Linked DNA regions of Mus musculus: regions 1, 2, 4, 5 and 6 are each linked to region 3. The links are chromatin contacts, called in public HiChIP or PLAC-seq and promoter capture Hi-C maps. All regions are on one chromosome and are shown on one strand. Each heading gives the region's core, a stretch centred on a gene start, on an enhancer-like site or on the middle of the called end of the contact. The rest is flanking DNA. Distances are from core to core; before and after follow the strand shown.

Region 1 (4,811 bases), core at 768-3,267, 2.0 Mb after region 3:
TGACCAGGGGCTCTTGGAACAGATGAGAGCATTACACAAACAATTTCACCTGTCCCCACAAAACTTACACAAGCTCTTGCCAGATTACCCATGAAACAATAAAAATATCTTGCAAGATCTTGTGCCACCTGCACCCCACTTGCACCATTGGGGCCCCTCAATAGGGGAGGTGTCAAGCCAAGAGGGTTATGCCCCAGTGCTATTTGGCAGATGGACTGGACTCACTATCCCTCTTTTTGTAATCTTAGATATGTACATGTTACTGTAGATACTTGCTGCTTCACTGTATATGCTGTGGCCTCAATGGGAGAAAAAGCTTCCCACACCATCAAGGCTATGGAATCTGCTATGTTGGTTATGGGAGTGCCTTGGGTTTTGAAGACAGATAATGACCCTCCCTATGCATCTCAACAATTCAATGAGTTTGATGCCTCATGGAAGATTAACCACACTTTTAGGATTCCTTATAACCCTCAAGGTCAGAGGATAGTAGAAAGGTCCACTCAGACTCTAAAGGACTTGCTGACTCAGTTTACCTCCCCTGAATCCAAACATGACCTTCCCCTGGCCCTGGCAGAGGCCCATTTTCACCTAAACTTCCTCACCTTTGATCAGGGATTAAGCCCTACCTATAAACATTGGGCTTACCTACCTAGGAATACCACTCTTCCATTGGTACAATGGAGAGAGTCCCTAACATCACAGTGGCATCCACCCTTTGTTGACACAAGGGCTAGGCTATGCTTGTGTTTTTCCACAGGACTCTACAACACCATGATGGGTGCCAGTACAAAACATCCAACCAGCCATGGAAAAGGAGGACAGGGACGAAGCCTCCTCTCTGAAGACCTTCTACCTGAGGAAATGGCACTTGTTAGAGCTATGTCTCTACTTGCCTGTGATCCCTGTTTTCATGCCATTTGCCTTACACCCAATCAAGTACAAAATATTTCCCAGGCCCATGAACAAAACTCAAAGTTCAGCTAACAGTTCAATCAGTAATTTTGCTGAAAGCAAAAAATCCCCCAAAAGAACTTTTGGTTGCCAAAGAATCTGTGATCCTATATTGAAGTAATTCACTTTGTCAAGTAACTTCTACTGATTACGCTCATGCAGATAAATTTAGTCATGGTTGAGAAATTTGAAACCTTAATCTCAACATCTTTAGCATCACAATCTCACCATATTTTAAATTGGAGCTACATATTTTAATTGGAGCTAAAGATTTCGCAATTCACTATAAATAATGTTTATACAAAGTGCTATTAGTTCATAGAAACTATTAATTAAATAACATTTACTTTGTGGTCAGAAAAATTCTGGCTTCACGTTTCAAGTAAAGTCAAAGTAGTAACAGGGGCCATAGTGACCCTATTTCATTGTTGAATTCCAAGGCAAAGGTACTGAGCTGTGATGGTGTGTGGTGATGTGTGGTGGTGGTGGTAGTGGTGGTGGTGGTAGTGTGTGTCTGAAACAAGGTCTTGCTAGGCTTAAAGGCAGTGGCTACCAAGCCTGCCTGTTTGAGGTTAGAAATGCAGTCCCAGGACTCACAGGTAAATGCCTCTTCTGACTTCACTTGGGGAGGATGAGATGAAATGTGTAAATGAAAATCCTAATCACTAGAGTCATTTTCATCTCTAATATTCCCAAAACCAGAACTTTCGAAGACAAGCCAAACAACCCCAAATGCCTCGTTTGGTTAGTTATCCTGGAGATGCACATCTAACCTTTGAACGGCACTAAATAGAAGGAAGGAAAAGTTTTAGAGCCTCTCTCATCCTTCCCAGCTACTTCTAGAGGGAATATTTCTATGACCCGGCTTATCCGGTCCGGTTAAGCACCGGGGTCCATTGCCCTCTCTGGTAACCCGCCAAAGCAAAGGAGAGGCGGCGACCACACTGACGTTCCCAGGAAGAAGGCCGGAACCTTTGAATTGGATCCCTGCACACAGAATCCGGAGGGATATTTCAGGTGCACCGCTGCTCATTCTTCAGGCGGAAGTGAGGAAGGTGGGGCGTCTTATTCTAGCAGAAATAAGTAGGTCCTTGAAGAGTAAGGCTGGAGGGAATCGTGTCTTTGTGACACTTCTGGCAAAGCTGAGGGAATGGGCGTCTGAAGAAGCCCTCGGAAGGGACCCGTATTGTTGTGACACCGCTGGCACTCTCCGAGGGACGCGTGTCGCTGAGGCACCGGTGCACGCTAAAGGAGCGGGTGAGATAGGGTGACGATGGGGATGTGGGCATCGGTGGACGCTATGTGGGACTTCCCTGCGGAGAAGCGAATCTTCGGGGCGGTGTTGCTCTTTTCCTGGACGGTGTATCTTTGGGAGACCTTCCTAGCACAGCGGCAGGTGAGCATTGACGTGTCTCCCCCGGCTGAGCCCCTGGACAGCCTTAGGCCAGCCCGAGCCTCTACCCAAGCCCCTTAGTGTTTGCCCGGATGTAGCAAACCGTAACCCCCGGTGAGCTTCCTAACTTTTCCTAATGGTGACTGCCGCTTTGAGGAGTTTTTGGAAAGGCAGAAGTTGTTTGCAACGTTGTAATGGGACCCAAGCCTGTAAGCGGCTAATGAAAGGGAAGAACTGCCCTACCGCCAAACTTGAGCATGTCTATGCCTGCTTTACAGCGTCTTAAGAATCTTTGGACCGGGACTTGACCAAGCCTCGTTGGTATAGGCTTTCTAAGTGGAGGTGCTAAATTTGTAGAATAATAACTTCCCATGATATTGATGTTACCATGCTCAACCTCACTTTGCAACCGTTCCAAAGACTCGCACGCCGTTTGAAAATCCTCATTAGAGCAAATGTTGTTTGGGGCCACAATGTGTGTGTGTTTCATTAAAATTTCTCTTTGGGTTTTTTGTTTAAAACGTTAAATAGTGCAGTAGAAAAGCTAACAGTTTTCCATGGAGATAGCCATAATTAACAGTTTAATTCGAAATGTGAACGTTTTAGTGAGATGGACTTTGAAACAACAAAACAAGTTATCTGCAACATTATAATGGGTCCCAAGCCTGTTGGTGTCTAATAAAAGGAAAGGACAGCCCTGCCGTCAAACTTATGCAGGTCTATGCCTGCTCTGCAGTGTCTAAGTTTGGACAACACTCGTCTGTGTCGTCCTTGAGAACCTTCCCCTTTAACTGCTGGACCTATTTCTTGAGCTCTGCAGTCCTTTTCGTCTGCAGTTTTCTTCTAACTTACACTGTATGTGAGTTTCTTTGCCAGGCAAGTGCTCTCCCACTGAACTACATTTCCCAGCCCTTCGTGACTCTCCGGATTGCAAGTTTGAAATTTTTTTTTTTTTTTTGGTTTTTTTGTTTTTTGTTTTTTGAGACAGGGTTTCTCTGTATAGCCCTGGCTGTCCTGGAACTCACTCTGTAGACCAGGCTGGCCTTGAACTCAGAAATCCGCCTGCCTCTGCCTCCAGGGTGCTGGGATTAAAGGCGTGTGCCACCAAGCCCGGCACAAGTTTGAATTTTAAAAATCTGTCAGTGTCGGGTTATGTCTACCTCAGTCTCTTCCTTTAGTATGTTCAACGTGTTAAAAATTACTGTAGCTAGGTACTCAAAGCTTCATTAGTTCAGAATTGCATAAGTACCCTTGCTTGAAGCAAACACATAACGTGTAGTATCAAAACAGCAGGGTGAGATATTGAGTACTTATCTGACATAGTTTATTAATAGATCAAGTTGCATCTTTTTTTTTTTCCAAGACGGAGTTTCTCTTTGTTTAGCCCTGGCTGTCCTGAAGCTCACTCTGTAGACCAGGCTGGCCTTGAACTCACAGAGATCCATCTCCCTCTGCCTCCTGAGTTCTAGTATTAAAGCCATGCACCACGACCACTTGGCATTGTTGCATTGTTGTAGGGTTATAATTTAATGCCTTCAGCTTTTTGTTGCTGTTGTTGTTAACATACAACAGGAAAAGTATTTATTATAAAACTATTATAGAAGGTCTATTATACCTTTGGTATCTGTTCCTTGTGTTATGTCCCAGGGGCTGAAATTACTCTTTAGAATTTGACATAATGAGAAAATTTGTTGTAAAGATTTGATGTTTCTGTCACTCCCTAATTCTTATCTAAGTTGACCTCTAGAACCAAGTTTAATGATGATTCATTAATAAAGTATTAAATGTATGTGTTAATGTGTGTTGTGAGCATACTTCTCTTTTTTCATGCATTATTTTCTATATTGTAAGACATACCTCATACTCAGAAAGAATGGTCTCCTCGTGATGTCACAACTTTGGTTCACACAGGCAAACTGAAAGTGTATTGACAACCCAGATGGCCATTCCACCTAGTCAGCTGGCCTTGTTGCTGGAATTGTTTTTGTCTGCTTAAAATTTCCTGTGTCAGTTGTTTCAGTGGTCAGTGTTCTTGACTAAATGCAAAACATACATGTATGTGACAAATTCTACAAGCTTACATGACAAATTAATGCTACAGACCATTCGGTGTTTGATCACAAATTACTACTGTGTAATAAGAAATATTCATTAAAGTGTTTTTTCTTCAAAATATTTCAGAGAAGGATATACAAAACGACGACTCGCGTACCAGCAGAGTTAGAACAGATCATGGATTCGGACACGTTTGAGAAATCTCGATTGTATCAACTGGATAAAAGTACCTTCAGCTTCTGGTCAGGACTCTACTCAGAGGTGGAAGGCACTGTGAGTCATTGATTTCTTGGAGACACAAGTCTCAGATTGTTTAAAGCTTGATAATGCTTGGTCTGGCCTTCAGGTGCCAGCCTTTAGCAGTCCAGTGTCAGTGGTCTCTAGCCATCCTGGCAGAGTCTAGGTTGGC
Region 2 (5,172 bases), core at 1,307-3,806, 2.1 Mb after region 3:
GAACTCAGGAGGCTTCTAGAGGTATATATAAGTCTGTAAGTTCAAGGCCAGCCTAGTCTAACAGCAAATTTCAGGACAGCCAGGGTTACATAAAGAGACCTTATCTACATTAAATTAAACTAAATTAAAACAAAACAAAATAAAAGTGCATCAACACTAATCCAGCCAGCTGAGAGGGGCATTTAATCAAGTAGATTCTAGGTATGCTGTGAAGTCCCTGGGTTTCTGGTTAACCGGGAGAAATAAAGCAAATGACAAAAATAAAATAAATAAATAAATAAATAAATAAATAATAAAGCTTTTTAGAGAAATCTGAAAGGGGACTGTGGCTTTCAGTCAGGAAAACCAGAGACTCAGGACAGAGCAAGGATCAAGGGGGCCAACTTGGGGGTAGATTCAAAATGTTCTTAAGAAAGGTCTCTTTTCCGTGTGACAAAGGACCCTTGGTAGGAGCCGGGCAGGGCCGTGGAGTCAGATTTAGCCCCAGAGAGGCCCCCAGGCATTCCGCAGCCTGCAGCAAGAGCCTGGCTGGGGCCCAGCGCCCTGCGTTTGGGGGTGGGGGCACCAGACTGAATAGAAGTCTGTCCAAACCGTAAACATCCAGCCGACCTCCTGGGGGAGCTTCCAGAATGAGGTGGTTAACCCTCAGCACACTGGGAGAGCAGAAGACAAGCCCAGCTGATTCTAAACAGGGGAGCTAAAAGCAAAAGGGAGAGACAGGAGTGTGGTCCCAAGCTGCTCAGCCAGTCTACACGAGGTTCTCCAGCTACCTTAAAGAGGCATGTAGTGTGTCAGGGGACAGCACGAAGAGGAGGAAGAGAGGGAGGGGGATAAGGACACGCTGTGAGCCGAGGCCAACAGCAGAACAGCAGGCCCTTGTTGCTGGGTGGTTTTGACAGACTCCCACATTTCAAGGCTGGTTTGGGGTTTTCTCTGAACAAACAGACTCCTTGTGGTCTCTGCAGGCACCGCCTGCTGGCAACAGGGGGCGCTAAACTTCCAGGCATCCCCACCCCTGCGCTCATAAAGTTCTCCTTTGTGGATAGCCCTGCTTCCTCTCAAGTCTGAAGTTAGATACTCACGTCGATGCCATCTGAACCAGGCACTCCTGGTGGCCCTGGTGGCCCTGGAGGACCCGGCTCCCCTGGTGGACCTCTCTGAAAATACACAAGAGTGCAGCCCTCAGACAGTACGCAGAACTGGGCTCCCAGGGGCTGCTGGAGACCCCGAGAGCAAAGGTGACTAGGGCAGCATCTCCCCAAGGAGATGGTGCTTCATGGGGAGTTTGTTGAGCAGCTACTGTGTGTCAGGCACTGTGTGCCATTATGCTCTGTTACTTTATGAACTACTCAGAACTCGGGGGGGGGTACTATTAGGGGTGACAAGCAGAGGGTGAGGAAACACAAAAAGACTCAAGGCTCGTGATCACTGCAAGTGAATGCTGAAACCGTGATTACACCCTAGGTTGGCTGGCTTCTTCCCCTGGGTCACACGGTCTTTGCACTGTCACGATAGGAAATAGATGAAGACATCATTTGCTCAAATCACAGATGATGTGCAAGATGGCACCTAGCCAACGATGGCCGTTCGAACTATTGCTGTTTTCTAACCAACAACAGGTATAGCGGTGAACTGGCACCTCTCCCTCGTCCCTGGTGCAGGTAAAGAGACCTCAGAGAAGAAGGAAAGCTGGGACTCTTCCCACCCAATCCTCCCTAAGGTAGCGAACCAGCCCCGACTCAGGAAGTCCACGCGTGCCAGATGCTGGCGCCAGGTGCCCTCCCCAGGTTAAGATGTGCCAGGCTGGCGCCTCACAGGCGAACTGTACCCCTACACTAGCACTGCTTGGTGAGCGGGCCCAGCATCCCCATTTGGTCCTAAACCGGGCATCTCTTTCCTAGGGCCCAGCTGTCCCTGCGAAGTGAGGCAGAAGCCCACAGTCAGGAAACGGACATATTGGGGCGACAGGGAAGTCTGGCTGGAGCCTGGGTCCCTTAGGAGACTCCGGGGGCGGAGGCTCCGCTGTCGACTGAATAGCCACCATTGTCTCCGCACCACCTGGGCTCTCTCCACTGCCAGGCCCCCGCGCCATCTCCTGCTCGACGCTGCCTGTCCCAGGCAAGGCCAAGCATCCCGAGGCAAGGTCCCTCTGGTTCCCGGACTAGTCAATCTCCCTTCACCGCGAGCGGTTTGCCGGGTATGCATCACCCCAGCGGCTCTGTCCTCAGCTGCCCCTCAGGCTAGGGACAGACTAGAACAGGTCCTAAAGACTCCAGGATCCTAAACCCAGGCTCTGCACCAGGGACGGCGGAGACAGAGAAGTGACAGGACTTACGATCTGAGCCAGGGCGAGCCACAGCACCTGGAGGAGAACGAACAGGCTGCGGGGCGCGGGCACGGCGGTCATGGCGAACAGCGGGTTCTGGAGCGGGGGTCCAAGCACCGATGGCGGGGGCTGCTTTCGGAGCCTCGGACTGGATCTCCCGAAAACGCAGCTAGACGGGCCGGGGCGGGGACCTGCAGGCCTGTCACCTGAGAGCACTGTGGGGAGGAACTGTCCAGCTCCGCCCGGTCAGGGGCGGATCTTCTGTGCCCACCCTGGGTCTGCATTCTGAGTTTGACCAGACGCCCCAGCTGGGAAGTCCCGGGGGCATCTCGGGGTACGGGACTACTTTCTGTGTGAAGAGCAGAAGTCCATTCGAAGTCCCTTTCCTCCTTGCCTCCAAGATCAAAGCCTTCCTCCTGGCCCTCAGCCCCATCCTTTCCCCGGGCAAGCTTGTCTGGGTCCTTTATCCTCCAGAGCCTCAACCATCTCAGGTTCTGGAGACCTGGCCAGGACTCCACCAACTCCATCTTTTCTAAATTGGCTCAGTCCTCTCCACAAACAATCAGGTCCCTGCCATATTAAAACACACCAACATCTTTCTTGAATCTGCCACCTCGGGAATTCCCCATCTGCCTCTTCTCTCCCCCTCCACCATCAATTCCATTAGAGTTGTCTGTGGCCTCTAAATTTCCCTTTCCTCTCGCCTCCCTGCTTCCATCGACCAGTGCGATCCGAACATCTTCCATCCTTGAGGCATCCTGTTAGCATTTGGATCTGCCCTTGGCAATGCCAGTCCTTCACGTCTTCTCTCCCAAGCATCCACCAGGCATCCACCCCATGTGACCTTGTACAGTTATATCCTTTGAAGACAAGTTTTTATCTATGCGAATGAGTGTTTTGCCCTCAGGTATGACCCTGTCCCATGGGGGACCAGACATCCTTGGAACTGGAGTTGTAGAAAGGTGTAAGCTCCTACGTGGGTGCTGGCAACAACCTGGGTTTTTGCAAGAAGAGCACGAGCTCTTCAGCAGGGAGCCATCTCTCCAGATCCCTACAATTACATATTAAGGAGGAGTACATGTTCTATGAAAAGTGTCCCTTAGACTATCAAACACCACAATGCATAGTCACACAAACTAAAATGGACCTGGGCTATCTAACCGTGTGGAACCACCTGCATGTGTGAGGTCCACTGTCAGCCAAGTGACACGATTGTCTTTCTCCTCAGCGGCACCTGCATGCTGCTGTCTCCTGGACTGGGAGAGACTTCTCCCTCACCCCCTTTCAACTGACCTCCCAAGTTCATGGAAACAGCCACCACTTTATTCAGTAACACCCCAAACCCACCTGTCTGGTCACCTCGGTCCAGAGCCCCTTTCTCCTCTCCTTCTCTTCCACTCACTGGCTAAGGGCAGTGGATCTCATGCAGCCACTAACCACAGTTATGACCACAGACACCTCCATGACATAAATGAAGTCTTAGTTTCCTCCTCTGTAACTGGGAACAACATGGTCCCTATCTTAAAGAATTTGCTTGAAGATTGAAGGAGCTGATGGTGGCAGCTGCTTAATGTGACAGCAGTGCGCTGTGACCCTCAGTATCATTTGCTCTTGGTATCCAACTGGCCTCCAGTATGGAAACTTGACCACAAGCAAATCAAGTGACCTGGCCAAGGAGGAGGCCTGGACAGATGGCTCCACAGATAAAAGCACTCCTTACTTTTGTAGAATTTGGGGATTTGCATCCCACATCAGATGGCTCCCAACTACCTGTACCTCCTGTTCCATAGAATCCAATGCTCTCTTCTGGCTTCCATGGGCAACAGCAAACATGCAGTGAACATATAAGCACATGCACATACACAAAACACATAAACACGTGTAAAAATCACCCTCCACATTTCCTTTTCTTAAGTATGTTATGAAGCCGGGGAGATGGCTCAGTGGTTAAGAGCACCAGCTGCACTTGCAGAGGACCAAGTACCCACATATCAGCCTATAACCATTTCTAACTCTGTTGAGCGCGCCCCCAACTCGCCAGCAAGAACGACGCCACAGCAGGATCCTTCTGCACACGTTTATTCAGTCCTGTTTCTTCTTTCTTTATATCTCCCTTGTTTATATATCTCCCTTGTTTTTACATCTCCCTTGTTTATATCTCCCTTGTTTTTATATCTCCCTTGTTTTTATATCTCCCTTGTTTATATATCTCCCTTGTTTTTATATCTCCCCCGAACCCTGGGCCTCTCACTCCTTTTTATACTCTCTCTCATCCACGCACCGCAGGCCATGCCCCCTCACCAGGCACGCAGCTTCAGCTAATCAGGGCAGCAGGGGCAAATCTCCACCAAATTGGATTCACCTGTATCCTGGTACACCTTCGCAGCACTCAAGATGTTTGTGTCTTATATGAGGAAGTCAGGTGCAAGTCATATGACTTAGCTGCAGTCCCTGGCGCCTTTGGGACTGCCGCCACACCCGCTCCCCACATAACTCCAGTTCCAGGGTTGGATGCCCTCTTCTAATCTATTAGGGCACCAGGTACCCAGGTGAAACACAGACATACATGCAGGCATGGTACATACACATAAAATAAAATAATAATTTTAAATTATGTCACACAAAATAAATAAAATGTTATATACATAAAAAAGAATTGGGCTGGTGAGATGGCTCAGTGGGTAAGAGCACCCGACTGCTCTTCCAAAGGTTCGGAGTTCAAATCCCAGCAACCACATGGTGGCTCACAACCATCCGTAACGGGCGGTGGTGGCGCACGCCTTTAATCCCAGCACTTGGGAAGCAGAGGCAAGTGGATTTCTGAGTTCAAGGCCAGCCTGGTCTAC
Region 3 (5,036 bases), core at 1,649-4,148:
ATCTTAAAAAATTAATATGTACCCACAGAGAAGTGTAGTCTTCATCCCTCATCAAGGAAACTTCTGTTTGCAACAGTTGGATGTCACTACAGAAAACAATAGCCAATCAATATGCAGAGTTGAGGAGCCCGGTTCCAGTGGATACATCTACAAAATACTCCCACACCTATGGCCCAGGGAGCATTGCAGAAAGGGTGTGTGTGTGTGTGTAAGCCATAGGATTTTGGCTTTTGCTCTAAGACTGTGTTTCTTAGTAACATCAGAAGTACACTCAGAAAGTCTCAAGAGCTTGGCCACCCAAATATGAGCTGAGTAAGGAGGACACCAATAAACACACCAAGCTGCACAGGATAAAGCCAGCAAGACCCCAACACTACACAAAGAATTACAGGCAACTGAGTGGATCCGGGAGCAGGAAAATGGCTCTCCTCAGGGAAGAAATAGTCAGCTCCAGTGTGCCAAATGGTCAGCTCTAAAACCACACAAACAAGTAACATTACGCCGGACATGGTGGTGCACGCCTTTAATCCCAGCACTCGGGAGGCAGAGGCAGGTGGATTTCTGAGTTCGAGGCCAGCCTGGTCTACAGAGTGAGTTCCAGGACAGCCAGGGCTACACAGAGAAACCCTGTCTCGAAAAACCAAAAACCAAAAACCAAAAAACAAAACAAAAACAAAAAACAAGTAACATTATATGAATTCAACTGGTTATATTTAGGAATACATATATGTATATATAAATATATAGTTGGCATGTAGTAACAATTGACTTAAAAAAAAAAAGAGGCCATACATTTGAAGGATAGTGGGAAAAGGATTACGGGAGGGCTTTGGGGGAGGAAAGGAGAAAAATGTTATATTTAAAATATAATATCAAAAATTAAAAAGTGGGAAAAGATCAGTGTAAATGTGACCATGTAACTTCCTTGCTATCACCCCATGATAGCTTCTCAAAATCCCCAAGTTTTTCACAAAGCTTGCAGGCCCTGACATGAGGTGGCCTCTACCCATCTCTCCTGCCTGAACATGTGTCCTCCATTTCCACCTCATTATGCTCCTGCCTCTCAGCTCAGCTTCCATCTTAAAAGTCTCCTCAAGGGGCTGTGAGGTGGCTCAGCTGGTAACAGCGCTTGCCTTGCAAACCTGGGACCTGATCTGGTAGGAGGAGAGAATCTACTCCATCAAGTTGTCCTCTGGCTTCCACAAGTATGCGTATACACACACATTTGAATAACAAAGTTTATAAAAGTTACCTCAGGAAAATCTAAATGCTCTGCCTACAGTAGCTGAGGATATGGATCAGTGGTAGAATATTTGCCGAGGAATGGTCTTCAGCTCTACGTCTGATCTCCAGCACCGTAACTGAAGGGACCCGCACACAGTGTTCCCTCTTGAACACTGGGTTAGGCACAAACCACACTCAAACACCTATTTCCATAGAGAGATCCTTTACTGAGCAGGGGAAAGTGACTGTTCTCCGCTCAGGCAGACAGCAGCAGCAAATGACCTTGTGGGTGTGATGTTTTTTTAAGAGGAAAAAGAGGGGAATCTGTGATAGAATGGCTAGGATGTGGTGGTCATGTTTTGGTTGACCGTATTAATTAGGGTAGGCCAAGGGGGGATTTGACTGTTGTAGTGGCTATTTCTGGTTGTCAACTTGACTATATCTGGAATGAACTACAATCCAGAATTGGAAGGCTCATCAGTGACCCTAATCTGGAGGCTGAGAGATAGAAGTTTCTGACCTGGATCTCAGTATGGAGATCTTGAGGCATAGTGGCTATGGATTTCAGAAGATTAAGACAGGGAGATCAAAGATTAAGATTAAATTCCTTTACTATATAGAGACTACCCACAGTTCTGTGACTCTAGAGAACCCTGACTAATACAATTGTTGAACTTTAATACTTTGATAGCTGGACCTTGGTGATCATCCTCAGGAGGAGGCCAAATAAGGGAATAGACCTTATTTGGCCTACGGCTAGCTTTAGGAATATAACCCTGTTTGTTTGTTTGTTTATTAGCAAGGCAGAGGGAATGGGGAGAAGGACAAGGCCTGCCACACCTGTGCTTACCAAGCTTGGGCCTGCTAGAGCCCTTTAACAATACAGCAAAGCTTCCTGTGGTGGTATATGCTTTTAGTCCCAACCCTCAGGAAGAGATCTCTGTAAGTTCAAGGTCAGCCTGGTTTACATAGTGAATTCCAAGATATTCAGGACTACATAGGAAGATCCAGTCTCAAAATAAATACATAAAATAAAACTTGTTAAATTTCTATTTGAGGTAGGTTGGTGGTATTCAATTGGGATTTCAGCACTGGGGAGGCTGAGATCTGGAAGGCATAGTGGGATACTCTAACAAGCAAACAAATGTGATCCTACTGTTTTGTACTGCTATTGAGAACCTATAAATTTAAATATTACGTTAGAACAAGAGTATAGCAAACACTTTGCCCAAAGGGCCAGATGGTAAAATATCAATGGCCGTGGGAGGAACAGGTCTCTTCCCTTTGTAACATGAAAGCAGCCAGACAATAGAAAAGGAACGGATGTGGCTATACTCTAACAATTAAACTTCGTGATATTGAAATTTTAATTTCATATAATTTTCATCTCTCAAGAAATATTGTCGATCCTTCGCCTCACCCCGGTTCAAAGTGTAAAAACCGTTCTTGGCTCCCGAATTGGCCAAAAACAGCTGCCTGGACAGCCCGGACCATAGTGTGTTGGTAATGGTTCAATTGCCGTTAATATCTAGGTTGATCAGACCAAGGTTTGTTTCCTTCCAGCTCTGGGAGCTACAGCCAAGAAGGGGCGGAGCCTGCAGCCGCACAAAGACCCGCCCCGACCTAAGGGGAGGGGCGACGGCGAGGGGGCCGGCCGAGTGCCGGCTTCCGGCGGAAACGGGCGCGAGCAAGATGGCCACCACCAAGCGTGTGCTGTACGTGGGTGAGCAGGCGCGGGAGCTAGACTTAGTCTGAGCAATGTGGGAAAGGGGGAAAGCAGCCGGGGTCTATGGAGGGCTTGCTGGGCCTGAGGGTGTGAGCCCGAGATGGAAGGACAATTCCGGCGACCTTCCTAGTCCACTAAGCGCACAGGAACCCCGACGAGTGACAAGAATTTTGGGCTTCCAAATCCCTCCCGCCCATTCGTTTTACAAACATTCAGTGCGGAATGGCTGGATCTCTGCCCTAAAGGAGGAGTTACCAGACTATCTAGGAGAAAGTGGGAAATAACCTACACACCCTAGCGTTGTAATAGGGACTAACAATGATGACAGGAACTTGGGTGAGGGCAAACTTTCTGTTGCCGGGACGCAGAAGTTGAGCAGGAGTTGGGCAAAGAGTCAGAGTAGAGGCAAAGCTGTTCGCTGCACCGGAGCCGAAGCTCAAAGGCGTAAAAGAGCCTGGCGCCTAGGGGCAGCTGGGTCATTTTTCGAGAAACTCAGGGAAATTGGGGAAAACAAAATGGAAGATACAAGAGAGATCGGCGAGAGTCGGATGATAACCCTGTGTACACTACCAAGGAGCTCTCACTTTATCTTGAGGACAGTGACATTTAAGACTTTGAAGTCTAAGAGAACCGATGGATTCATTTCCACTTATATTTGGTTGGGGGGGGGCGGTTGGAGGAAGGAATTGAGGCAGAGAGGTCAGTTACAAAGCTTTCACAAGAGTTGGAGATCGAATCAGAACTGTTTAAAAGGAGATTGAAGAAAGGAAAGTAGTGTGGGTAGGCTGTAGAGAGAGATGTTTGTGTAGACAAAGGACTGGATGGAAAGATCCCTCCCTTTGCCTGTCATACCAGTGACAGGCAAAGTCCCTGGTGTGCAGGGACCTCTGAGTGTGTAGGACAGCGGCTCAGAAGGTCCTTGGCTCATTTGCAGGCGGGCTGGCAGAAGAGGTGGACGACAAGGTTCTTCATGCTGCATTTATCCCCTTTGGAGACATCACAGATATTCAAATTCCTCTGGACTATGAAACAGGTGGGTCATTTGAGTGTCTTTAACGCTCATTACCCTCCGATAGGGAAAGAATTAAAGTCACATTCCAGTTCTAAATTTACATTCTTAAGTTCTAGTAGAATTCTTGCCCACCATATGAGGCTTTGGTTTCAGTTCCCAGCACTAATCACACAGAGACACACACAGAGGGGCAGAGACACACACAGAGACACACACAGAGGGGCAGAGGGGCAGAGACACACACAGAGACACACACAGAGAGGCAGAGGGGCAGAGACACACACAGAGACACACACAGAGAGGCAGAGGGGCAGAGACACACACAGAGAGGCAGAGGGGCAGAGAGGAGAGAGACAGGGTGGGAATAGCAAGATCTTTAAACTCTGAGTCTGGGGAATCTCCCCACCCCCTAAAAACCAGTAGAGTAGTTGATGGCCACGGTGGCACATGCCTGTAAACCTAGCAATTCAGAGGCTGCAGCGGGAGGATAGAGTTTAAGGTCAGTCTGGGCTACAGCAGAAACATATGCAAGAAATGTTCTACTGACTTTCTAGTTGGCACTGTTGTGTGGGGGCTTTTTCTTAGCTCAGAATTTGTCTCAGGATAAAACTGAATCTCCTTACAGGTTTTAGAATTTATCTGTAGTTGATCAGATTATATATTTGGTTGATGGCTTTTTTTTTTTTTTGGCCTGTATTTGTTTTTGTTTTGTTTCTATTTCAAAATGATTTAACTGTGTTGTCCGGGCTGGCCTCCAAACTGATGATCCTTCTGTCTTAGCTTCCTAAGTAGTTAGCATTACAGGTGTGTGCTGTGGCACCTGGAATCAAATTGTAGATTTGGATAAATAGTTGATTTGCTAAATAACTTACCTTGCCAGTTTACACTTCATGAGAAGTTGAAGTTCAATATGTAGCTTTAAAAAAAAAAAGGATTCATTTATTATTATATCTATTATATCTGTAGCTGTCTTCAGATGCACCAGAAGAGGGTGTCAGATCTCATTAGGGATGATTGTAAGCCACCTTGTGGTTGCTGGGATTTGAACTCAGGACCTTTGGAAGAGCAGTCAGT
Region 4 (4,470 bases), core at 1,692-4,191, 2.1 Mb after region 3:
CTCAGTTAATAGTAGTAATATTTTCTTTTTCAGACTTTGGAGTTTTTTATGAAAGATGCAATCAAAAAATTTATTGTGACTCAATGTATTTTATTGCCTGTGTCTGCCCTTCTGCTTTACATTATTAAAATTGGAGGTGACTACTTTTTTATATATGCCTGGCTGTTCACATTAGTTGTTTCTCTGGTAAGTAGATCCTTCCTTCCTTGTTCATTTTATTCATTTATTTGAGACTTTCATGTATTAATGCTACATGTACATTCTTTGCTCCAATTCTTCCCATGTTCTCCCACTCCCTCTCAAACTCATGGCCTCTTATTCTTGAATTATTTCATTTTCTTTTGCAAAAGTTCCTTGGCATTACTGGGATTTAGGTTTCACCGCCGTATAAGTGGTTCCTAGAGAAGGTTTCCATGTAACCAGCTGCCCATATACATTTTCCTCTCCGTTCCTGCTTTGGGATATAAAGGAGAACTGACTGACCACCTCGGATTTTCTTCTCTTTATCCTAACTCTTAATGTTTGCCAGAAGCTTGTGATCTGGCTGCCTGGCAACTGAGACAGCACTTGTAAGTTTAGCCAGAATGGATGACTTTTTTTATTGATGTATCCTCTCCACCTCCCAATGCCTAAAAGGCCTTAATGTTTTGAATTAGTGGATTTACAAGAGACAAGAAATTAAATCATAGGGGTAAGGATGTAGCTCAGTTAGTAGAGTGCTTGTCTAGCATGCACAGGGTCCTAGCTACAGTCCCCAGTACTTCATAACACAGGTGTGAAGACAGGAGGATCAGAAGTTCAAAACCATCCTCAGCTGAAATGGAGGGCAGTCAGGGTTAGAGACCCTGTCTTTTAAAAGCATATGCTTTCCTTACCCAGCTTTCTCCCACCCTCCCTTCCTATTCCCCTTTTCTGTATCCCTTTCCTCCTTTAATTGTTTGTTTTCAAAAAAAGAAGCACCCTGCTCTTCAGTTCAGGCTAGCCCCAACGCTACTATGTAGCCTAGACTGGCCTCAGATTCATGGCAATCCTCTTGCCTCAGCCTGCTGAGTGCTGATACAGGCATTCCCCACCATGCTTCTTTTCCCCTTCCCCTTCCCCTTCCCTCCCGTCCTCCATCTCTCCTCTCTCCTCTCTCCTCTCTCCTGCATTTTCCTTCCTTACATCCTTTTCCTTCTCTGTTTCTCATATTCTAATCTGCTTCATCACAGACAATCATACAGGCAAGGGGAACGTTCACAGACCCTAGAAAATACCATCTGTCCATTCTTCAGCTCCACTGGTGATGAGGGTTATTTCCACCTGAACTGTGTGGCGTTTGTTGCTTTATCTCTCACTGGTGGGATCGAGATCAGAAGATGAGCTACTTGTCTTTAAATACCTGTAATATGGCAGAGACGGAGAAAATACTCTAGAAGTGCCATTTCCACCAGCATGAACAAGGGTGTGTTATAATTGGCTTACAGTGCCAGAAATCCCCAAGAAAGGCTGCTGATTAGGCCCAGAGTTCTTAGTCACTGTTAGTAGCATTATCTTCTAAAATCCAGTTGACTTGTGTACAGTGTTATTACAGTGCTATTTTGATTTAATTTACTAAACAGATAATGTCCTGGGTGTTTGTTGGATGAACATAATTATATTATATAATTAAGTTGTTATTAATGAACAGTCTTTCCTGTTACTTATTTTTCAGGTTCTTGTCACCATTTATGCTGACTATATTGCCCCTCTGTTTGACAAATTCACACCTCTACCGGAGGGAAAGCTTAAGCAGGAAATTGAAGTGATGGCAAAGAGTATTGACTTCCCTTTGACTAAGGTGTATGTTGTTGAAGGTAAGGCTACCTGGAGGTGAGGAGAGTGGTCTGAGTACTCTGTTCTTAAGTCAGTCAGTCTTTATTATTTATGTTTGTTACTTAAAAAATAGGGTCAGATTTTACAGTTGGCTTTTTAAGATTTATAGAATCTGCACAGGAGAGATGACTCAACAGTTAAGACTCATGGGTGTTCTTCCAGAGGAGCCAAGTTAGATTTATAACATCTACATAGTGGCTCACAATTGCCTGTAATGTAAAATTTTAGAAATGAAATAAAAATACAGGGAAAAAAAAGATTTATAGGAACTTATGGCATTTCTTCATATAGAAACTGGTAGCCTGATGCCAAATCCAGTTTTTGTCTGCAACTCTGTTTGATTAACCATATAGTATTGTTCTTAATCTTTGTTCAAAGCCTTTTTACTATCTCATCCTGTACTGTATAGTAGACCAAAACTCACCCTATTGTCTGCCTGGCTCCTTTGGGTAATTGAATTGGACTCTTGAATGAATGATTAGCTATATAGCACTAGTTTAAAGGCTGCAAAACAAAACCAGTGTTCTTGGCTTTGTTTCCCCTAGCAGAGCATCAGTGTCCCAGGGGGACTCTAATCTGTGGCACCATCAGACACCTCACATTATTAAACTGTTTTTCTGTTTGCCTTGGGGAGTTAAGCCACCTGTTAGTTTCATAAGACTGATTAAGTTTCACGGAGGCTGCCAAATTAAGAGGATAACAGTTGGGTGTGTGTCAGGATTTCAGTTTAAAATAAATATAAAAGATTCTGTCTCAGCAGCTTACTAGCTATGGGATCTTAAACGAATCACTTCTTCCCTCTACCTTTCAACCGTGTGTCCTCTGAATGGTAGTTCTCTGTAAAAAAGCAAGCTATTCACTGTTGAGAGCTATGTGGCCTACAGTATTCTTCAGAGATTCAGTTCTATATGGCAGAAGCAGCCACAGACAGGGCATAAGCATGGAACCTGGCTGTGTTCCAATAAGACTACATGCAAACAAGCAGCACCTTGCATTTGATTTGAAGCCATAGTTTGCTGGTGCCTACTACAAACTAAACTGTTACCAATGAGAAGCAATTGCAAAGTGAAAGAACAGAGATGGCTGTCACTAGAATGAGCAGCTGCAAAAGTACGTCAGTCTGACAGGCCTCTGTAAGTCAGGGTAAAGAGTAGCCAAACCTGACCTCAGAATTACTCTACAATTGAGGTTGACCGTGAACTCTTGACCTTATTCCCTCGTGTTGGGATTATAGGTGTGAGCCACCACACACAGCCAGGAGACTGTCCTGGGCTTCTGCATAGGGATGCATTATAGGGCAAGGCAAGAACAGAAAAGAAGCACTAAGAGCAGTGAGAAGGCTATTTGGGCAGTCTAGACTAAATGAGGTCGGGTTGTGGTTGTGGTTGTTGTTTTCTTTTGTTATGTTTTAGACTTGCTCAAAGTTGATGAAGAAAAACAAAGAACGTTGCTGCCATTTGCTGATTTACATACAGGGAAATGAGGAGAGACATTAGGATAACTAACAGCCTGGATTTGATGTGGACAGTCATAAATGGCAGCTTGTTGAGAGGGAATAGAGTTTGAAGAAGAGTAGATTCATAAGGAACTAAGAGTTCTCATGTCTGTGCTAGTATTGAAATAGCTTTAAACACCATCTTAGTCATAGCTCTACAAGAGCTAGCGATTTAAGCAGAGGAATTTTTTTTTGGTTTGTTTTTGGGGGGGGGGGGGGTTGGTTTTTTTCGAGACAGGGTTTCTTTGTGTAGCCCTGGCTGTCCTGGAACTCACTCTGTAGACCAGGCTGGCCTCAAACCCAGAAATGAACTCAGAAATCCTCCTGCCTCTGCCTTCTAAGTGCTGGGATTAAAGGCGTGCACCACCACTGCCCGGCAGGAATTTCTTATTGATAACTACAACATCTCCAGAAAGCTCTTTGCCAACCTTAAGAAATGGACTTTTAGATGGGTGGTTATGGGCTCAGACTCATAGAGTGGAGCCAGTATGGATGGGGAGGTTACATTGTTACCACTGCAGAATCCTCTATTCAAGGCTTATATCACTTAATCTCATTGACAAGCACCTTGTCTTCCATGAGGACCTGAGTTTAATCTCCAGAATCCATATAAAAATGCCTTGTGTAGTGGCACTCAGTGGTATTCCCAGTGCTGGGGAGGTAGAGGCCAGAGGATCCTTGGAGCACACTGGCCAGCCAGTGTAGCCTAGGCCAATAAGAGGCCTAATCTCAAAGGAAGTAGATGGCATTTTGAGGATAACACCTGAGATTGTTCCGTGGCCTTCACGTGTTTCCAGCCTCAACACGGGGTCAGAGTTCTCAACTGGAAGCAGGGATATCTGGAAGGTACATAATAAACAGACACAGACTACTTTTTGGGTACAAACTGACAGGCAATTTTTCAAGGCTTAAAGTTACTCTCTCTTCTCTCTCTCAGAACTTGAGGCTGCACACACTCTGCATTCTCTTGCGCACTCTGCTTTTGTCCTGTATGTTTTTCTTTTCTTGAACTCCCACACTCCTACACACCCTTTCACTCACACACACACACACACACACACACACTCTTCACACACATCTCACATACATACACACACACACACACCACATGCACTCTCCTT
Region 5 (4,937 bases), core at 644-3,143, 2.2 Mb after region 3:
TGGTCTGCTGGGCATAATGGTGCCTGCCCATCTATCATCCTAGTGGCTTTGGGTATAAACGCAGAAGAATCAGGAGTTTAAGGTCAACCTCGGCTACTAGTAAATTTCAGGCCAGCCTTGACTACTTTCGTCTTTATTTCCAAAAACAGAGACAAAAAGGAAATAGTGTTCTGTATTCCAGTGCCAATTCTACACAAAAAGACAGAGTATTATGATAAAGTTATTTTTACAGGAAATATGAAAATTAAGAGGAAGAACCCATGCTTGTTCTCGTTGTCCCCTAATGACTCATCTGGGTGTGTGCCTTCCTCAGAGGCATAACCAGAATCTAGTTATAAAGGATGTCTCCTCGCAAACATCTCACATGGTGTACATGCTCCATCTATATTTCTGTGGTCATTGTTGCATCTCCTGCTGAGCAGATGAAACAGTTTCTTTCCCCTCCATTAGCAGGACTGTTGTCACTTAAGGTTTTTGTTAGCATTTCTGGGATGGACAGCTTAGTGGTACATTTGACTTTTTACTATAGAGTCTTTTGGAAGGCTTGAGATAGGGTCTTGCTAAATATCCCAGACTGGTCTGGAACTGACTCTGTAGCCCAGGTTGTCCTTGAACTGGAGATCCACTGCCTTTATATCCGAGTGTTGGGATTCTATACCACCAAGCCCTGCCAGATTGTTTCCATCTCTCTCTCTCTTTCTTCCTTTCTTTCTTCCTTTCTTTCTTTCTTTCTTTCTTTCTTTCTTTCTTTCTTTCTTTCTTTCTTTCTTTCTTTCTCTGTCTGTCTGTCTGTCTTTTTCTTCCTTCCTTTTTCTCTCTGTTTGTTTGTTTCTTTCTTTCTTTTTTAAATGTATATTTTCTTATTTTTATGTATATGAGTGATCTGTCTTCACATATACCAGGAGAGGGAATCAGACCCAATTACAGATGGTTGTGAGCCACCATGTGGTTGCTGGAAATTGAACTCAGGCCCTCTGGATGAGCAGCCAGTGTTCTTAACCTCTGAGCCATTTCTCCAGCCTGCCTGTGAACTTTTTAAGTGCAGGCAAGTTTGTGTCACTATGCCCAGCCTCTAGCTTTGTTTCCTAATTTTAAAAATAGAGGTGAAAAGGCTGGAGACGTGGCCCAGCGGTTAAGAAAAGGCTGGAGACGTGGCCCAGTGGTTAAGAGCACTTGATGCATTTACAGAGGACCAGAGTTCAAAAGAGCAACAAAAACTGAGAGAGATTTTCTTGTATGGGGATTGTTGTTTTGAGTATCTTTGTTGTATATCCTAGACTGGTCTCAAACTCAAAATTCTCCTGCCACAATGTTCTAAATGATGAGATTACAAGCATTTACCACCTTGCCTGCCTTTAGTATTTATTTCTTGAGACCTTTTTGGCTGTTTATAGTTATGTATAACACATAGGAGATAAAGGGCACAAATGTGTGGCAACTTTTAAACTTCCATAGATTGTCTGTCTGTATTACAGATTTCAAAAAGGGTTGAGTCCTTAAAATGTGGGGTCTGCCTCATTCAGTAAGGAGGCTAATGAGGAAGATCAGTACTCACACCCCACACCAAATTGGTTGCATTTCTGCATCAGAATCTTTAGTGAACTTTGATGCCCTGCCTGCATTTGGATTGTAGCTCTGAAACACTAATTGTGCTAAGGCTAAGCTATCATTGTCCTGTTACATCACTTTAGAAAGAGAAGGATGATAAGTGGAAACGAGGGAATGAACCCGCTCCGGAGAAAAAGATGGAACCTGTTGTTTTTGAGAAAGTAAAAATGGTAAGTGGGGAGCTTCTCACCATGTGGGTGGTCCCATGTCCACACACGAACCTGCAGGAGGAGAGTGGCGGGCGGGAGGCTCAGCGGTGCGCGGGTTTGAAACCATACTGCACTGTTGCACTGGGACTAAAGGCCCATAGAGCACCTGCTGCTTGCCCATTGCCAGTTGCTGTCTAATGTGCTCTATAGCTTTTCTTGCTCTCTTATTATCTAGCACCCCCTGCTCCCTTCTCTTTCCCTCCCTACCCCATCTCTCCTCTCTTCTCCTTCTATCCTTTTTTTAAAAATTTTCTTCCTTCCTTTCTTTCTTTCTTTCTTTCTTTCTTTCTTTCTTTCTTTCTTTCTTTCTTTCTTTCTTTCTTTCCTTCCTTCCTTCCTTCCTTCCTTCTCTCTCTCTCTCTCTCTCTCTCTCTCTCTCTCTCTCTCTCTTTCTTTCTTTCTTTCTTTCTTTCTTTCTTTCTTTCTTCCTCTTTTTTTATAATGAGAGAGGATTTCACTATGTAGCCCTGGAACTCATTCTATAGGTCATGCTAGCCTTGAGCTCGCAGAGACCTTCCCACATACTGAGGTTAATAAGGTGCCACACTACACCTAGCTTATAGCTCTTCTCTATGACAGGAAGCCAGATGGACGCTTAGGGACTCTCTTTCCCTTCTGAGCATGATGCCTGCTCCCTGCCAGTGTGCAGGGTCAATGTGATACCTTCGAAGCAGATGTTCGTTCCCTCTGTGTTAGTCCTTGTCAGACTTCTTGCCTCATCTCCCTGTTGCACCTTGGAGTAGTGCAGAAGTCAGGTCATGCTCCCTTCTTCCCCTGGCACACACTATGGCTGTGTAGTAGATTCTCTAGGGGCTTATAATCATAAGAGAAAAGATTTTCAATTTTTTTCTAAAGGCTTGTTTATCTTTGTCTGATGTATGTGAATGTTTACCTGCGTGTGTGTATATGTGCACCACATGTGTGCCTAGTGCCTGCAGAGACCAGAAGAAGGTATTGTGTCCCCCTAGACACTAGAGTCTAGTCTAGAGTCAACATGTGGGTGTTGGAAAGTAAACGTGGGTCCTCTTCAAGATCAGCCTGTGTTTAACCATTGAGCCATCTCTTCATCCTCAAGAGTTTTATACTATTGCTTAAGGAAAAACCCTTTCCTATCACTATGAATCTCATCTGTGGAATCAGTCCATTTTGATTATGGCAGAGTAGATCTGAACTCTTTAAAGTGATCTTTAGAATAAACTAAAAGGCTTTGTGTTCCCACATACTGAGGCTAAGCCTCTCCAAACAGGCCAACCAGGGCACTGTTTACCAGGGCTCTCTCTCACTTCCAGTTCCGTTCATGCACTCATGCTTCCTGGCACTTCCTGAGCCTTGTTTCTTTGGTAACTGTCTTTGACAAACAGCCATACCACAAGAATACCTGTGGCTTCACAGTGATGGGGGTACGCGTGTGTCAAAAACAACTGCTTGCTCTTTTTTATAACATTTTTTTCATCTTAGCCACAGAAAAAAGAAGACGCACAGCTACCTCGGAAAAGCTCTCCGAAATCTGCAGCCCCTGTCATGGACTTGTTGGGCCTTGGTAAGAACTGGGCTTTCCAGCTCTTATATTCTTGCAGATTCAGTGACTTCGCAGCCTCTCTAGGGAGACTGGGAGTCAGGCTCCTGTTTGTGTTTCCTTTACAAAAGGCGCTTTCTCTTGTTCTTCCTGTTTACTTCTGAAGAGTTACTCAAAGTGTTTGCTGGGCCTTTTTCACAGCAACAGCTCAGTGTAGTGGCTGAGAGAGCAGAGTCCCCACAGTGCAGTCAGAGATCCCATTCAGTTTACTTAACCTTTGAATGTTCCATGCCTAACCACGTGCTGTGCTTAGTCAGTGTCTGCTTGAGGTGCTGCTGGAAAGGTCACCTCTGTGGTTTCTGGCCTTGTTTCACACCAAGCCCTCAGTAGAAGTTGGCAATTTCATGAAACAACACCTCTGAGTCTTTTGCCGCTTTCCTCTGCTCAGCTGCCAGCCGAGGCTCCGGTGTAGCCATTTTCTGAGGTGGTGGTTACTATGCAGTTCCATTTTGGCAGTTCTAATTTTTGCCTCTTTTAAAGAGAAAGCCGTTCTGTCTCACAGCACCGGTGAGGTTGTACCATCTGGTCTCTGCTGCTGATTCAGGTTGTTGACTCCCACAGCTCCAGTTTCCATTTCTCTCTGCAAATGAGTCCTGCACACCTTGCCCTTCCAGTAGCCGGGAGGAAACAGCCACTCAGCTGAGGCACTGATGTGACCCTCAAGCCTGAGTTTCTGCTGCCCTCTGACAGCAGTCTGTAACCTACTCCAGAGCCCTAGTGGGAATGTGAGTGAGGCTTCTTTTGAAACACCCTGTCCAGGCTCCCTGGGCCCTGAGCAGATAGAACCTGTGGTCTTCTTCTCTCACATAGAGGACAGGTCTGTAATTCTGTTTTTCTTCCTAGATGCTCCTGTGGCCTGCTCAATTGCAAACAGTAAGACCAGCAATGCCCTAGAAAAGGATCTAGATCTTTTGGCCTCTGTTCCGTCCCCTTCTTCAGTTTCCAGAAAGGTGAGTCTTCTGCGTGTCTCAGGATGAAAGAGCATTCCAGAAAAATTGATAGCTTAATCATGGAACCAGGTCATGCTTCCTTGGTAGGGCTGAACTCTCATTTCTCTTGATTTTCTCTTTGGTGTTGTTATCTTCTTCTAGCCCAAGATTACTGCTTCATACCATTTTGTCTTTTGCCCTCAAAGAGTGACTATTTGAATAGGCCTGTGTCACAGGGTGACATATTATAAAGGCTGATACTTGAGGTGAACTGCTTGGTCTGAAGCCCTACCAAATTGTTGTGGGTATGAAAGACTTGAATATCACTTGCTTTTATTTGTGGGATGTCCCAGAAATAGTGTCTGTGTCATTTTGTATATTTTGTTCATACTTTCATATTTCCATAAGCATTCTCCCAAATGGATATTTTGTAAATGAGGAACACTTAGCTATGGAAGTTGTTTCTGGCTGTACTATGATAAATAGCTACTCTGAGATCTTTGTATGTATGAGACAGACAGGCAGGCAGACAGACAGACAGACACTGGGAGTTATATAACCGGGACCATATTTATCTTAGGCAAATACTTTGCTGGTGAGCTATCTCCAGTCTGT
Region 6 (4,920 bases), core at 828-3,327, 2.2 Mb after region 3:
CCTGAGTCACAACATGCACTGAAAACCTTTATTAGGTTACTTACATATTTACACTCTCTCTCTCTCTCTCTCTCTCTCTCTCTCTCTCACACACACACACACACACACACACACACATATCAATGAGTCTGCCTTCAAAAATTACTTTAGAGATTCCAGGTGTCTGCCAAAATACTCCAAGTCAGGTTCTCCTCTCTCTCTCTCTCTCTCTCTCTCTCTCTCTCTCTCTCTCTCTCTCTTTCTTCCCTTTTTTCTTTCTTTCTTTCTTTCCTGCCTCTGCCTTCTGAGTGCTAGGATCAAAGGAGTGTGCCACCACCAACCAGCCACATTTTATTTCTTTAAGGAAACAGTCATTTTTGCAGGTTGGTGCCACCATGAACTGGGGAGTTGAATATGAAGAGCCTTAGGCAGACTGAGTAGGCACCCTAACACCACATGGGACTATGCCCACAGCTTGCTTATCTTTAAGTCTGCACTCGACATTGTAACTGAAGGGAAGCCGGGTGCTTACAGTTATAATGCTGTCTGCTAAAGATGATGCCCCCCGCCCCCGTAACATGTAGAGTCAAAAACAAAACAAACAAACCTCCTTCCACATTAACAATCAGAGTGGGACTGTGGGGAACCAATGACTTGTGATGTATTATACAGGCATTTGAAGCCTACTCTGAATGACACCTGGTGTCTGTTCCAATCAAGAGTTAGCTAATTAGTTACTTAGTGCAGTAAGACTAACTGCTTAGCAAGACAGAAGTCAGCGGGTCCCTTAGATGGGGACACTGACAAACAGCTCATGAGATAAACTCAGAGCTTTAGTTCTGCCAACTCCAAAGATCTTCCACTCCTCTCAGGGGTGCAATCCCTTTTCCAGGAGCACCAGATGCAACTGTACAGTAGTGTTTAATAAACTCTCTACTGCCAATTTGTCTTTTTTTTTTTTGCAAATTAATTTACAGCCCAAGTGCCACTGTCTTCAACTCAATAGATAGAGATGACTTTGAACGAAGATCACAGCCAACGACACGAAATTTTTTTGCAGTTCATGAATTTTTCCCATGTTGTTTCACTTATCTTCCCCCATCCCAAACACACACAGACACACACACACACACACACACACACACACACACACACACACACACACACATTAAAGAGAACACCCAGCCCTTCGAGGTTCTACTCATGTGGAGAGGGTTTCCTATATCAGTCCCAAGTCCGCTCATTTTTCCCCCTCCCAGTCTCTATGTGCAGTATGAAAGGTCTGTTTTCCAGATAGCTGGGCAAAAGCCGCTTTCAACTTGGATTAACTTTCTGGATGCTGGTTTTCCAATTTTTGCTCTGGTAAGTGTTTACTCTGTCGTCATCTCTTCTGTATCTTCCAGTGGGCTCAGTTTTATTTTCTCAATGCCATATGTTTACTGAACTTTTAAAGAGATAAGTTAAATTGAGGAACTGAGGAAGGCTAACTCAGACACCAGACACTTCCCCTAGCTACAGGCACTCAGGAAACACGCCGTGAGAATATGGGAAGAAAGGGGTTCTACCTTCCAGGACCATGGGAAAATAAATTCCTATTGTTTAAGTCACCGGTGTGAAGTGTTTTTCTTTGGGGGTGGGAGGCAGCCTTAAGCAAACTAATACATGTCTTTAGGGACATTAAAAATACATATCCCGGAATTTTTTTTTTAAGTTTATTGTTTTCTAGGCCCCTGTTGCCTTTTGGATTGTCTATTTTTCTACTTATCGAATTCACCAGAATTAGGAGATTAGGAGAGAGCAGGAACTGCGTGCGATTTAAGGCTGCATCCTGAAGCCTTAAGAATGAAAGAATGACAGAGAAGCGGCTTCTCCAGGAAGACTCGCCGGGCCACGGGGTACAGGAGACCCTCAGCAGGGGCTGCCGGCTTCGCTGGACACCGCCCCTGGGTCTGCCCGGGCGGCTTCCGGCTTCCGGGATCTGGGTCGCGCAGCACCCGGGTGGGCGGAGCCACGGGCAGGGCGCTGACGCGAGCAGCGTGGGGTGGGCGGGTCCCGGGTGGAGGCGCGGGGACACGAACCGGGCTAGAGGGGCGGGGTGAAACGGCGGAGCTCGGGCATCTGAGCCGCAGCCGGCGCCGCAGGTCCTGGGCTGGGACAGAAGGCCGGGCAGGACGCCTGTGCGCGCGGAGCTCCGCTCCCGGGTGCGGCGGGTGAGAAGCGGGAGAGGCCGGTGTCCAGCCCGGAGGCCGACGGTGTCCTGTGTCCCTCGGAAGCCACGCTGCGCACTGGGCGCCGCGGTGTGAGCGTGGAAGGCTGGCGGGAACGGATCCGGAGATCCTCCGGTGAGTAGGCGACTCTGCTGCGGAGCTGCGAGCTCGACCGGGTGGCTGCCTGCGAAGTTCTGCCGATGGGTCGTTCAGCAAGCTTCTGGGATTGCCAGCTCCTTCGGAAGGAACAGCACAAAGTTTGCACTTAGTGACGAGACTTTTTACATAGTCGGGGCTATTTGCACCAACTCCGGTCTTTTTGGACAGGCAGTCTTTCACCTTTCCTCCTCTTCCCCCAGACTTCAAAGAGCAGTCCCCTCCCCGAGAGAGAGCTGCGTTTGGGTATCAGGTCCACTGAATCTGGTCCCAGTGTCCACAACTATTCATATGCTGAATGGGCGATTCAGATGATGGATTCGGGTTGTTTCCAAATTGCTGTTATGGTCAGTTCTGTAGTGGTTCTACTTGCACTTGACATACTATATTTCCTCCTCTCCAGCTCTGTGGGAGCACATAACCCTGCAGTTTTAATTGCATCTGAACCGGGGATTCGTTTCACCAGCTGTGCTGGGCATTTGGAGTGTGTGATGACGACTGTTGCTGCTGGCTTATGACAAAGCGCAGCCCTGTGAATTACTGTTTTATCAACTGAGATATTCAAGCTGAGCTTTCTAATTGTTTTCTAAAATAACTCTAAAACATGATGGCCACTGGGGCCCCGTAAAGGCTTTGGCAGACAGGTCTGATGCCCTGGTAAAAGGAGAGAACCAACTCTCAAAAGTTGGCATGTGACCTCCACCCCCATAAATAAACGCATGTGATTTTTTTTATTTTTAATTTTTTTTAAAGATTTATTTCTTTATTATAAGTACACTGCAGCTGTCTTCAGAAACCCCAGAAGACGGTGTCAGATCTCATTAGGGATGGTTGTGAGCCACCATGTGGTTGCTGGGATTTGAACTCAGGACCTTTGGAAGAGCAGTCAGTGCTCTTAACTGCTGAGCCATCTCTTCAGCCCGTGATTTTTTTTTTAAACTTTAAGATAATGTTTATTGTACAGCTTTAAAATAAAAAGGTCTTAATTGTTAACTTAGTAGACCTAACATTGTCTCAACACTGCATCCCTGTGCAGTAGTTAACATCCACATTTTATAGATGAGGAAACTGAAGGTCAGACTTGAAGTGCCTCAGGTCTCAGCTTTACATACAGGTCAGACATCAAAGAGCCTTCCTTGGCGCCAGCTCCAAATATGTAAGCAGGCAGAAGGGGCATGCAGCTTACAAGGTGGTCAGGTCAGGGCATGTGGACATTTGTACTTTTTTTTTTCCTTTGGTACTGGCGTCTTTGTATCTATGTGTTTAAAGTTGAGGGTTACTTCTGTATCCAGGACACTATTATTTCAGTATTGGTGCCGAATCTTCTAGGCCTTTTTGCAGCTATAAAGACAGTTCTGGACTTCTGGCTGTATGATGGGTTCTCTGGGTCTCTCCTTTCATGCCTTTTGCTCTCTAGGCACACAAAGCAGGTTAGTCCGATGGCTTAGTGGGGAAAGGCACCTGCTGCCAAGTCGTACAGCCTGAGCTCAATCCCTCTGACCCACTTGTTGGAAGAAGAGAATGGACTCCCATAAGTTATCTTGTACCCTCCAGCTGAGCACCATGGCACACAGACAGACAGACAGACAAATAAAGTTTAAAAGAAAGTACAGCCAAACATAGTGGTGCTCACCTTTAATCACAGCACTCAGGGGGTAGAGGCAGATAGATATCTAAGTTCAAGACCATCCTGGTCTACAGAGTGAATTCCAGAACATCCAGAGCTATACTGAGAAATCCTGTCGCAAGAAAGAAAAGGAAGGGGAGTCCAAAGGCCTCAAAGCAGCTTACAGGACTGCCTCCCAAAGATGAAGCGTCTATACCCAGAGTTCTTCATCTCACAATGGTCTCTGATATTGCAGGGGCTCAACAACTCTTCCAGGGTAAAAGATTATGGCCTGAGGACGATACAACCAGGAAGCCTCTCATCGAAAGTTCCAGCAGTTTCCCCACCCGAAGCTGCCACCCCCAGTCAGGCCGGCGCCATCATGCCTCAGCAGCTCCTGATCACCCCGGCCACTGAGGCGACCTGGGTGAAGTTGAAGGAGGTGTCCCTGTGGGAGGATGTGACAAAAATGTTTGGAGGAGAAGGTGAGAACAGACAAAGTTGGAAGAAGGGGTGGTCCCTTGGGGATAACTTAGGGGAAAGAAGATCCATGCGGGTTCATGCTTGTGCCATGGGGGTCAGGGGATATTTGTGAAGGAAATGCTGGGCTCCTACCTCTGCTTCCTGGTGACTTTTGCTGTGTGTCCCTTCTTTTCCCTGTCCCCAGAAACAATATATAACAGGAAGGAAGGCCACAGGATGTGCCCCTCCCCCACTGCCAGTTCCTGCGTGTGAGAGCCTAACTCAGAATCAGGGAATCAAAGGTCTCTGGCCCGAGTCTCAGGTTTTCTGCAAAACTCCTGGTCATCTTTGCCCTAGTCAGTCTTTTTGGTAATCTTTTTTTCATCCTCTTTCTCTGAGAGGCAAGAACAAAATGCCTGACTGCTCTCATTTTACCTAAGTTGGTTAATTCCTTTAAGACATGCCCAAGTCTTAGTCTGCGCAGAGTAGTAGGGTAGGAAGAGGAGTCAG

What was found. Promoter capture Hi-C pulls out the DNA fragments that hold promoters and counts their contacts. HiChIP or PLAC-seq counts read pairs in DNA pulled down with a chosen protein or histone mark. Capture Hi-C pulls out chosen DNA fragments and counts their contacts.
Region 1: a promoter capture Hi-C map of pre-B cells shows a contact between it and region 3, with 7 times the contacts expected there. The contact joins the promoter of Zmpste24 here to the promoter of Ppie in region 3. A contact is called at or near these places in 10 of 39 promoter capture datasets (the 3T3-L1 cell line, 3T3-L1-derived adipocytes, cranial neural crest and 6 more), 1 of 115 datasets of contacts at active chromatin or transcription factors (large pre-B cells) and 1 of 9 other capture datasets (liver).
Region 2: a promoter capture Hi-C map of adipose tissue shows a contact between it and region 3, with 4 times the contacts expected there. The contact joins the promoter of Col9a2 here to the promoter of Ppie in region 3. A contact is called at or near these places in 3 of 39 promoter capture datasets (cranial neural crest, hippocampal neurons and pre-B cells), 3 of 115 datasets of contacts at active chromatin or transcription factors (embryonic stem cells, large pre-B cells and pro-B cells) and 1 of 9 other capture datasets (adipose tissue).
Region 4: an H3K4me3 HiChIP or PLAC-seq map of pro-B cells shows a contact between it and region 3, with 8 times the contacts expected there. The contact joins the enhancer-like site here to the promoter of Ppie in region 3. A contact is called at or near these places in 5 of 39 promoter capture datasets (cranial neural crest, hippocampal neurons, maxillary cranial neural crest and 2 more) and 2 of 115 datasets of contacts at active chromatin or transcription factors (large pre-B cells and pro-B cells).
Region 5: a contact with region 3 is called in a promoter capture Hi-C map of cranial neural crest. The contact joins the enhancer-like site here to the promoter of Ppie in region 3. A contact is called at or near these places in 5 of 39 promoter capture datasets (the C10 cell line, cranial neural crest, hippocampal neurons and 2 more) and 1 of 115 datasets of contacts at active chromatin or transcription factors (large pre-B cells).
Region 6: a promoter capture Hi-C map of liver shows a contact between it and region 3, with 5 times the contacts expected there. The contact joins the promoter of Zfp69 here to the promoter of Ppie in region 3. A contact is called at or near these places in 7 of 39 promoter capture datasets (the 3T3-L1 cell line, cranial neural crest, hippocampal neurons and 3 more), 3 of 115 datasets of contacts at active chromatin or transcription factors (embryonic stem cells and stem cell-derived neural progenitor cells) and 2 of 9 other capture datasets (adipose tissue and liver).

The regions. Positions count from the first base shown.
Region 1 is chr4:121,095,416-121,100,226 of GRCm38.p6, reverse strand. It overlaps Zmpste24 (zinc metallopeptidase, STE24), which reads left to right and starts at 2,017. Exons shown (of 10, transcript NM_172700.3): 1 at 2,017-2,350; 2 at 4,529-4,675. The coding sequence starts at 2,228.
Region 2 is chr4:121,036,950-121,042,121 of GRCm38.p6, reverse strand. Col9a2 (collagen, type IX, alpha 2) reads right to left here and starts at 2,556. Exons shown (of 32, transcript NM_007741.2): 1 at 2,336-2,556; 2 at 1,083-1,157. The coding sequence starts at 2,407.
Region 3 is chr4:123,137,813-123,142,848 of GRCm38.p6, reverse strand. Ppie (peptidylprolyl isomerase E (cyclophilin E)) reads left to right here and starts at 2,898. Exons shown (of 10, transcript NM_019489.6): 1 at 2,898-2,947; 2 at 3,885-3,983. The coding sequence starts at 2,917.
Region 4 is chr4:121,078,537-121,083,006 of GRCm38.p6, reverse strand. Zmpste24 (zinc metallopeptidase, STE24) reads left to right here. Exons shown (of 10, transcript NM_172700.3): 5 at 34-186; 6 at 1,694-1,835. Among named protein-coding and RNA genes, the nearest start is that of Gm23540, 3.4 kb to the left of the region's middle. Within about 2 kb of position 2,941, at least 18 of the 459 cell types and tissues checked have an H3K27ac peak or open chromatin away from gene starts, as enhancers often do. A contact at or near this core is called in pro-B cells, where this site is marked.
Region 5 is chr4:120,973,792-120,978,728 of GRCm38.p6, reverse strand. Smap2 (small ArfGAP 2) reads left to right here. Exons shown (of 10, transcript NM_133716.3): 5 at 1,692-1,778; 6 at 3,276-3,357; 7 at 4,237-4,343. Among named protein-coding and RNA genes, the nearest start is that of Mir7015, 2.9 kb to the right of the region's middle. Within about 2 kb of position 1,893, at least 10 of the 459 cell types and tissues checked have an H3K27ac peak or open chromatin away from gene starts, as enhancers often do.
Region 6 is chr4:120,948,845-120,953,764 of GRCm38.p6, reverse strand. Zfp69 (zinc finger protein 69) reads left to right here and starts at 2,077. Exons shown (of 6, transcript NM_001384119.1): 1 at 2,077-2,321; 2 at 4,205-4,433. The coding sequence starts at 4,331.